Regions from separate parts of the Zea mays genome. Here all the other regions are linked to region 1. The links are chromatin contacts, called in public Hi-C maps. All regions are on one chromosome and are shown on one strand. Each heading gives the region's core, a stretch centred on a gene start, on an enhancer-like site or on the middle of the called end of the contact. The rest is flanking DNA. Distances are from core to core; before and after follow the strand shown.

Region 1 (2,700 bases), core at 162-2,661:
GGAAGCTCCCTGCACCTGCGGACCTCCATCGTCCTCTTACTGCTGGTTCTTGCGGTTTTTGCGGCCGTGTTATACGTGACCATCAAGCACCGTCGTCACGCCAGGGAAAACAAAGATTCATCATCACCTGCTGATCGTCAAGAACAAAAACCCAGGAAACCCTCGGGAGCGGCGGCCATGTACCTGATGCTGGTAGGAATACTGGCCGCGAGCGTCACCTACCTGACGGGCCTGAAGCCGCCCGGTGGCCTGTGGATGGAGGACGACGGCGACGGGCACTCCGCTGGGAACCCGGTGCTCTACGACATCGACAAGCACCGGTACAACGCCTTCTTCTACAACAACTCCGTCTCTTTCATGGCCTCCGTCACTGTCATCGTGCTGCTGCTTCCGAGGATGCTGCGCGACAATGACGACGAGAGGAACAAGCGGCCCCTTTGGCCGATGCACACTGCCATGTTCCTCGGCATGCTCGCGCTCCTCGGAGCCTACGCGGCTGGCAGCGCTCGGGACTGGTGCACGTCCAAGAACGTCATCCTGCTCCTCCTGCCTATAGTGGGCTTCGTTGCACTCCTCTTCTTCTGGAAGAAAGGGAAAGCAAGTGAGGGCACCCAGCATGGCCAGAGTGCACGCCTACCTAGCAGTACATGACTTGAAGCAAACACAACAGACGTGCCACAACTTTTGTTTCTGTAGGAGTCATCAGTTTGCTCCAATATGCCAATTTGTATTAATTCCTTATTATTGCTGCGTATATATCTCACAATACTGAATACAGAACTTAATTTGCATATCTTATTATATGTACCAAAACATCACATATATATCAAGTTATATATTTGTTGATATACATATATATGTATGTATCATCTGTTGTGTAAATGGTATTATTCATGGGCTTGCGAGAATGAAAGAACATGTATAAAAATTAGCCGTCCGCGTCTGGCTGTCAGCTATAGACGGCTGTTGACGGTCCTTGGCCGAACATCACCCTTCGCCGAGTGTCTGGATATGCCGAGTGTACTACCCTCGGTAAAGGCCGTCGATACCAAGAGTCATCTTTTATCGAGGGTGGCACTCGGTAAAGCCGTCTTTGCCGAGTGTCCGACAAAAGACACTCGACAAAGAGTCTGTTTCCAGTAGTGCACATCCAAATAGAGGCTAACAGATGGACTAAGAGGTCTGTTTGTTTGTGGCACATTATAATCCCAAACAAACATGCTCTAAGTTTTTAGCGAAACTTTTAACTAGCCAACTAGCTGACAAACTCTAGCTAACTAAATTTTAGCCATCCAAACAGACCCCACGTATCATCCCACAAGACTGATTTCAGCTAATTTGTAGCTAAAATGATGGGCTGCAATATATCTTTCATCGTCTCCCCGCGCGCTTGCCGGAGCGTCGTGTTGTTCCCGTCCTCACTCGATCCCCCCACCTTCAGCTTCCACAACACGGAGCAGAGTCGAGCTAGTGGCATTCATGTCAGCGAGCAAGGGTCCCTCCCTCATGTCGTTTTAGGTGATAATCACTCTTAATTAATCTCGTAATCTAATGGACAACCGAAAAGGTAACCCGGTGCTAATCACGATTCACGCCACCACCGAACTCCATGGCTTGTATGATTTGTCCTCTTTCATAGGATCGATGTTCATATCCTTCGATTCGATCCCCTTTTCCTGATGCAACAATTTGCATCCCAAATAATTCTGCAGCTTGCGAGCTGACAGTGACACACACTGAGATCCGAATCCGATGATGCATCCAGCCAGTGACTAGGCCACTGTCTCAGTCGTCCTCGCCAGCGACCAGCGTCAAGCCAAGAAACCCAAGCCATGGGCACTACGGAGCACCATGGCGCCGCCGATGTCATCGCCGAGCCGCTCCTACCCTCGCCCGCCGTGGAGATGGAGCCTTCATCTGCGCCACCGCCCCTGCCACGCCGGAACATGTTCGCCTTCATCTGCGCCACGCTCGCCTCAATGACCACCATCCTCATGGGCTACAGTACGTACACGGCAGCTCGTCGTTTCTGCTACTCTCGTCTCGTATAGTCGTACGTACGTGCTTCATCGTCGTTCGTGACAACAGCATCCGGCCATGTGTGAGCAGCGTGGCACCAGGACTGGAGTTTGAAGAGGTGGGCCGTCCAAGTGACAAAGAGGATGAAGCTGGGCCAAAGAAAGGAGGAAGAATTCGCAAGCCAAGTGTCCGAGTGAGCGGGCCTGACTGGGTGACGGCCTAGAGGTCGTGTGTTGCAGCCAAGCGTGGTGTGATGGTGTGTGGCCTTCTCAGGCGTGTAAGCGAGGGGAGATAAGTATCTGGGAAGAGAGAGCAGAGGGTATCAAGAAAAGTGTAACAGAATTCTGTTTTCCCACCTAATACCAAACCACCTCTGCTCCCCGTTCTCCTCTGTTGCTTTTCTATCTTGTTCATCTGCTATTCTTTACCTTCCTGAGTTTGGACGATTACATTTGGTATCAGATTCTCGATCTTGGCCGTCTTCGCGCTGGAGCCCGTTAACCACGAGCACTTCACCCGTCTTCAGCAGCGACTTGGAGCAATGGATGTCAACACCAAGCTGATCGTTGATGAGTTGGAGAAACGGTTCTCGGCGATGGATCAGAAGTGGGAGAAAAAGTTCACGGAGTTGGCTTCATCCCGTGATGAGCGCATCGCCGCGCTGGAAGCCGTCGGGACCGA
Region 2 (2,700 bases), core at 166-2,665, 140 kb after region 1:
CAACAACAATGAACTCATTTCTGATTAAAATGGGTGAATCAGTAATCTTTCTGACTTCTGAGAGAGTCATTCATGCATTATCTCACAGGTATCTAATATTCATATGTATTCGGCCAAATAATACATGTATCCGTCCTATTTTTAATTTTTAGTACCCGATCCAAATCTGATTGAAATATATTATTGTAGAATATGGGATGATCTGCTATCTGTACCATTTCACCCCTACTCTTTGCTGACTTCAATAAAAAGATTATAATTACATATTTATAAATATTTTTAAAATAATCATGTGACTCGACAATTAACTGCAACAATTCATGCATAGTGCGAAAATAAATGTTATCAGAGATGGATCTAGCGGTGGGGCGGGTGGAGCTTGAGCCCCCTATCGCTAGCCCCTCCTAAAATTTGAAATATACATAATATAATCTCATTGCATATTTTATGGGATTTTTATCATTTATCGATGTTTTGGTATAATGCTACTTCAAACTATTACATATGTCTATTGTGAGTGATTTAATGAGATTATATCGCTGTAGCAATTTAGTCCATCCTCTTCTATGATATTTCGTGCCTCCGTCCCTGAATATTATGATATACTGAAGTCTAAATAGTTCTGTTCTTTACAACTAGAAAACGATAGGGAAATTTGGATCCATACCATTAAAAGATCACCACTTTGGATCCATACCATTACTATCTCACTTACATGTGGGTCCACATGAGTCAATGACATGTGGGGTCCATGGTATATATCTAAAGTTTGGATCTTTTAATGGTATAGATCCAATTGTTCCAAAATGATATATCAATATTATATTTTAATTTGATATAAGCTTAACAGGTTTTTGTCATATCACTGTCAATATTAGCTTATATTATAAATGCCTTGCCATCGTAGAATACCTTATTAAATTTTAAAGAAAGAGCAAAGTATAAATAAATATATACTATTTATGTCTTAGTTTCCACATAAAAACATTTGATTTCTTCCGCAACAACGCTCGGGTAATTTTGCTAGTTTGATTTAAAGAGGGAAAAATAGACTATGATATTGTTAGGGAGGTAAAATAGATTTCTTTCTTTACGAGAGGATAAGATCATAAGAGGCGTATGTACAGTATAGGGCCTAAAATGTGTTGGCGGCCCACCAGATTCAGCCTCGCCAGAACCCAAGACGCCGAACACGAAACCGAGAGCCCGCCAAGCCAGTCTGTCCTCGGTCTGCGACTGCGAGTGCGCGCACGCAGAAACGGCCCGGGCAACAGGGAGCCCAACTCGAACGCCGAAACCGGCACGAGCTCCCACGCGCTACGGGACCCACGCGTCAGAGACAAGCGTCACAAGCCTCCGCCACCACACCACAAATCGCATCGAACTCTACGGGCCCAGGCGCCCAGCGTTCATTCATCGCCTTCACCGCCACACGCTGCCACGCGCCATATATAACCAGCCGTTCCCTCCTCTCATGCTCCCCTTTCCAAATCCGTCTCCGCCCTCACGCACGCGGCCCAACTAGCCTAACAAACCCTAGCTAGATTTAGAAAAAAAATTTGTCCCCAATCCGAACCGACGAGGAGCTCGCCGCCGTGAGATGTCCGAGTACGACGAGCGCTACCAGGGCAACGGCGACATGCCCGCAGCCGAAGGCGGCTATCCGCAGGCCGAGTACGCCGCCGCCGCCGCGCCTGCCGCCGGGGGTTCGCCGCCCGCAGACAGCAAGCCCTCCGGGTTCTCCGACCACGCCGACGGCCGCTCCTCCCAGCACCAGGTTCGTACGCTTGCCCTCGATCCGATGCCCTGATGCGTGGGTGACGTGATCTGTGGGAGTCCGAGTTGGATGTGGGCTCTGGGGGGATAGATCCGATGTGTCTTTGTCCTGCCGTAGGCCCGTAGCGGCGTTATGGTTGCGATGTCTAGTGGGTGCAGCGTTTATTGTTGTTAGCCTTTGATTTTTCCTGGTGATTTGTTTCCTCACAAATATAAAAGTAAAAGCTGGGTGGTGAAGTGATATTTCTGTACTAATTGCGGGATAAGCCTTGTCGGTCTATATAGCGAGTTACATGCCCAATGCTCATGACAAGATTTTTTTTGTTTCTGTGTGTTGAGATTACCTATACAAGTATACAACTTTTACACTGCTTATTGTAATTTTATACCATCTTATTCTGCAATCTATGTACAAGTTTTGTAGTTATTGTTGTGCAGATTAGCATACAAGTAAGCGACATGTTGGCACTTGATTGCCGGCTGGTTAAGACTTATTTTGATTAAGCGTTAGGTGCATTTTCTTTTGACCTACAGTTGGATTAGTTTTTGCTGTTTGTAGACTGATGGTGCCGTGTCAATCTCTGCCAACCTCTGTACTGTACCTGCTTACTACCATGGTTTACAGTTGTGGTTTTTGCTGATTGTGTTCATAATTACAGTCGTCTGACTTGTTGAATTGAATTATTTATTTTTCTCTAGCACGAGACACAATCACATGACAGTGGTTCCTCGAAATCTCGAGAAAGGGACCGAGAACGCGATAAGGGCAAGGATAGGGAGCGTGACAGGGATCGTGGCCGAGAAAAGGGGAGGGACCGAGACAGGGATAAGGATCGTGAAAGAAGTGACAGAGATCGCGATCGCCACCACAGGGACCATCGAGAGCGCAGCGAGAAAAGGGAACACCGTGATCGTTCTGATGAT
Region 3 (2,700 bases), core at 197-2,696, 190 kb after region 1:
TGATATACATTGGTTTATTTTAGTGCAAAGTATCAGGTATGGCACGGTATATTGGACAGGACGATGAAAATAAAGGAACACATTTCAAAATACTATTGAATTTTCTGAGTAATATTTCAATAGTACCATGAGTAATGAACCAATGATAATTCAAGTCATTCTAAGACCATAAGTTAAAACATGTTTCTGAGTAATATTTCAGTAGTACTGTGAGTAATGAACCAATGATAATTAAAGACATTCTAAGACCATAAGTTAAAACGTGCATGTAGTGAAGCCTGATTACCGGAGGTGGCAGCTTCCGTTTCAGGTGGCAGGTGAAATCGTCAATGAGAAATTCTTCTAGAGGAAGGATGAAGAGCTTACAGAATGCATAAGTTGTCAGAGATGAGCAAGTGCATCTCAACATTCAATTATATATAAGCTGAAGAAAACAACAGTGCGGTAAATTGAGACCACAATTTTACTAAAATGTAACAAAAATGCTGAAATTATAAGTATTTTATATTTATAAAAAATATGTGTGATAATAACAGAAGTGACAAAATTATCTGAAATAATTCTGTCACTACTATTGCTTAACAGAAAATTTTTCGCTTTTATATTTTCAGCATTTCTGTTATATTTTTAAAAAGGTACAACACACATCAATGGCTTAGCACAAGACAATTATGTTTTTACCTTCTAATTTGAACTTTATAATATAACATAAATGCTGAAATTCAGTTCAGTACAAAATGACAGAAACCATGTAATCAACTGTTGATCCTGCTAGCCCTTAGGTATTCTCTTCCAGATTTTCAGGTCCGACTATGATATGGTTCTCTAAACGTGGAAACATAGCCTTGTATGGTTTCATGAAATGTTTCCCACCAAAGAGTTCACCAGAAGCAAGGTAAATGTGTGTTTTATTGTCAAATCCCATAGCAGGTAGCACGTAGAATAAGACCTACATGCACAACAAACCAAATAGAATATTAGATTACTTTGGTAGTAAAAAAATTGTTCATGATGAAAGGCTTACCATGTGCCCAGGAAGCCATCGTAATACTCCAGCAGCGCTCGTTTTTTCTCCTGAGATGAAACCACTTATTCCCCATTCAGCAGCTTGGGAATGAAATTTTCTCCCTTCGTCTAACAGGTTGGGAGGTGACAAAAGGGGTATTAGCATCACCAAACCAGACCACACAGACAGGCAGCCCTTGGAAGCACTTCGAGCGAGGCATAAGGGCAACATGCCTAACGACCGGTGCGCACCAACAGAGGTGGTGTATGGCACTCAGAATTCCAGCAAGGATGAGGAGAAGACTTGAGGACTCCGTGTGCAAGACGAAGGATGGTGTGCCTCCTCTAAGCTCTCCTTACCGGTGCGCCCTTCATCGCTTTCTTCTCATCCACCACGGAAGCAAAGGAATGGAAGGGAGATGAATCAAATGACGTGATGCAACGATTCCTGGCCGATGGCGGGGCTTCCATCTCCCGTGCTATCTTGGAGTTTTCGTTGAGCGTGTCTTAACCGAAATGATGCCCCTCGATCCATCTCCCAGGCGCGTGGTGACTTGGTGGACAAACGGGGGCGACGTTGCAAGGAGAAAGGGAGAGAGAGGTGGGGGCCGCAGGGCGATGCGAGCAGTGACGGCCATATGTGGGGTGAAGCGAGGCGGCGAGGAATGGGGAGAGTAGGCGACAAAGCTATGGGAGAGAGGCGGTCTGGCGGCCACGTATCCTTGGGAGGTAGAGGAACCGGTCGACTGGAAACGTTGAGACTCTTCGAGCTGCGAAAGGACAGGCCGCTCGGTCCGATGAAGATCCTACGACTATTAATATTTCGATGACGTGGATGCACGAAGAGTTGCCTTTACGTCGCGCTTTAATATATAGGAAAGGAATGACTCGATGAGCATGGTGGCCTTCGGAACAAAGATCTCTAGTAGCCTTAGCCAGCCAGGTAGCTTATGGAGCACGATGGCCCCATACTGACTTGAAGAGGGCCCATCTAACAAGGCGTTTTAAGGGGAATCTCCCTTCAACCCTCATGACGATAAACATTCACTACAACACATGTGACCTTCTATAACATTTTGATTATATCACAGATAGAAGTTTTTTGACACTGTTTTTTTTTGTGACGACTCTGTGACGAAAAGACTCGTCACAGAAGGTGCGTGTTAAAGTAACTTTTACGACAAAAGGCGAAAAAGTGTCAAAAATGTAGTGACTAAAAATGCATTCGGCACATAATCTATGACGCTCTAAATTGTTATAAATGAGACCCACAAACGTCACAAAGCGTAGCATTGGACCATTGACACGTGATAATTTTATGACGACTATGTTCATCACAAATAGATTGACATGGCAGCTGACGTGGCAAAAATTGTGACAATTAATTTTGTCACGAGTCCGATGAGATGGCAGCTGACGTACCAAACAAATTATGAAGAATATTTTTGTCATAAAGCATGATGACATGGCAACTAATACAGTGGATGGCATGACAAATCGTTTGTGATGTATATTATCGTTATAGAATCAGATGCCATGATAACTATTTATGACATTTTTATTTCATCATCAATTAATAAAAAACAACATATTATTGAATTCAATCCAACCGGTCTATACAATTTCATTAAACAACATGTGTACACAACTTTTTCTAGCATTCACGTATAATTGAAGCATAAAGCATCTATCACA

Evidence for each region. A called contact is a pair of places that touch in the nucleus more often than the background predicts.
Region 2: a contact with region 1 is called in a Hi-C map of leaf, with 3 times the contacts expected there. The contact joins the promoter of LOC100286059 here to the promoter of LOC103652750 in region 1. A contact is called at or near these places in 6 of 25 Hi-C or Micro-C datasets (bundle sheath, ear, leaf and 1 more).
Region 3: a Hi-C map of root tip shows a contact between it and region 1, with 2.1 times the contacts expected there. The contact joins the enhancer-like site here to the promoter of LOC103652750 in region 1. A contact is called at or near these places in 2 of 25 Hi-C or Micro-C datasets (ear and root tip).

The regions. Positions count from the first base shown.
Region 1 is chr4:5,515,318-5,518,017 of Zm-B73-REFERENCE-NAM-5.0, forward strand. LOC103652750 (polyol transporter 5) reads left to right here and starts at 1,412. Exons shown (of 3, transcript XM_008679720.2): 1 at 1,412-2,004. The coding sequence starts at 1,833. It overlaps LOC103652749 (Embryogenesis transmembrane protein-like), which reads left to right. Exons shown (of 2, transcript XM_008679718.3): 2 at 1-850. The coding sequence ends at 651.
Region 2 is chr4:5,650,641-5,653,340 of Zm-B73-REFERENCE-NAM-5.0, forward strand. It overlaps LOC100286059, which reads left to right and starts at 1,416. Exons shown (of 10, transcript NM_001158947.2): 1 at 1,416-1,777; 2 at 2,476-2,700. The coding sequence starts at 1,601.
Region 3 is chr4:5,705,640-5,708,339 of Zm-B73-REFERENCE-NAM-5.0, forward strand. It overlaps the pseudogene LOC103652756. Among protein-coding and RNA genes, the nearest start is that of LOC103652757, 16 kb to the right of the region's middle. Within about 2 kb of position 1,447, at least 4 of the 20 cell types and tissues checked have an H3K27ac peak or open chromatin away from gene starts, as enhancers often do. A contact at or near this core is called in root tip, where this site is marked.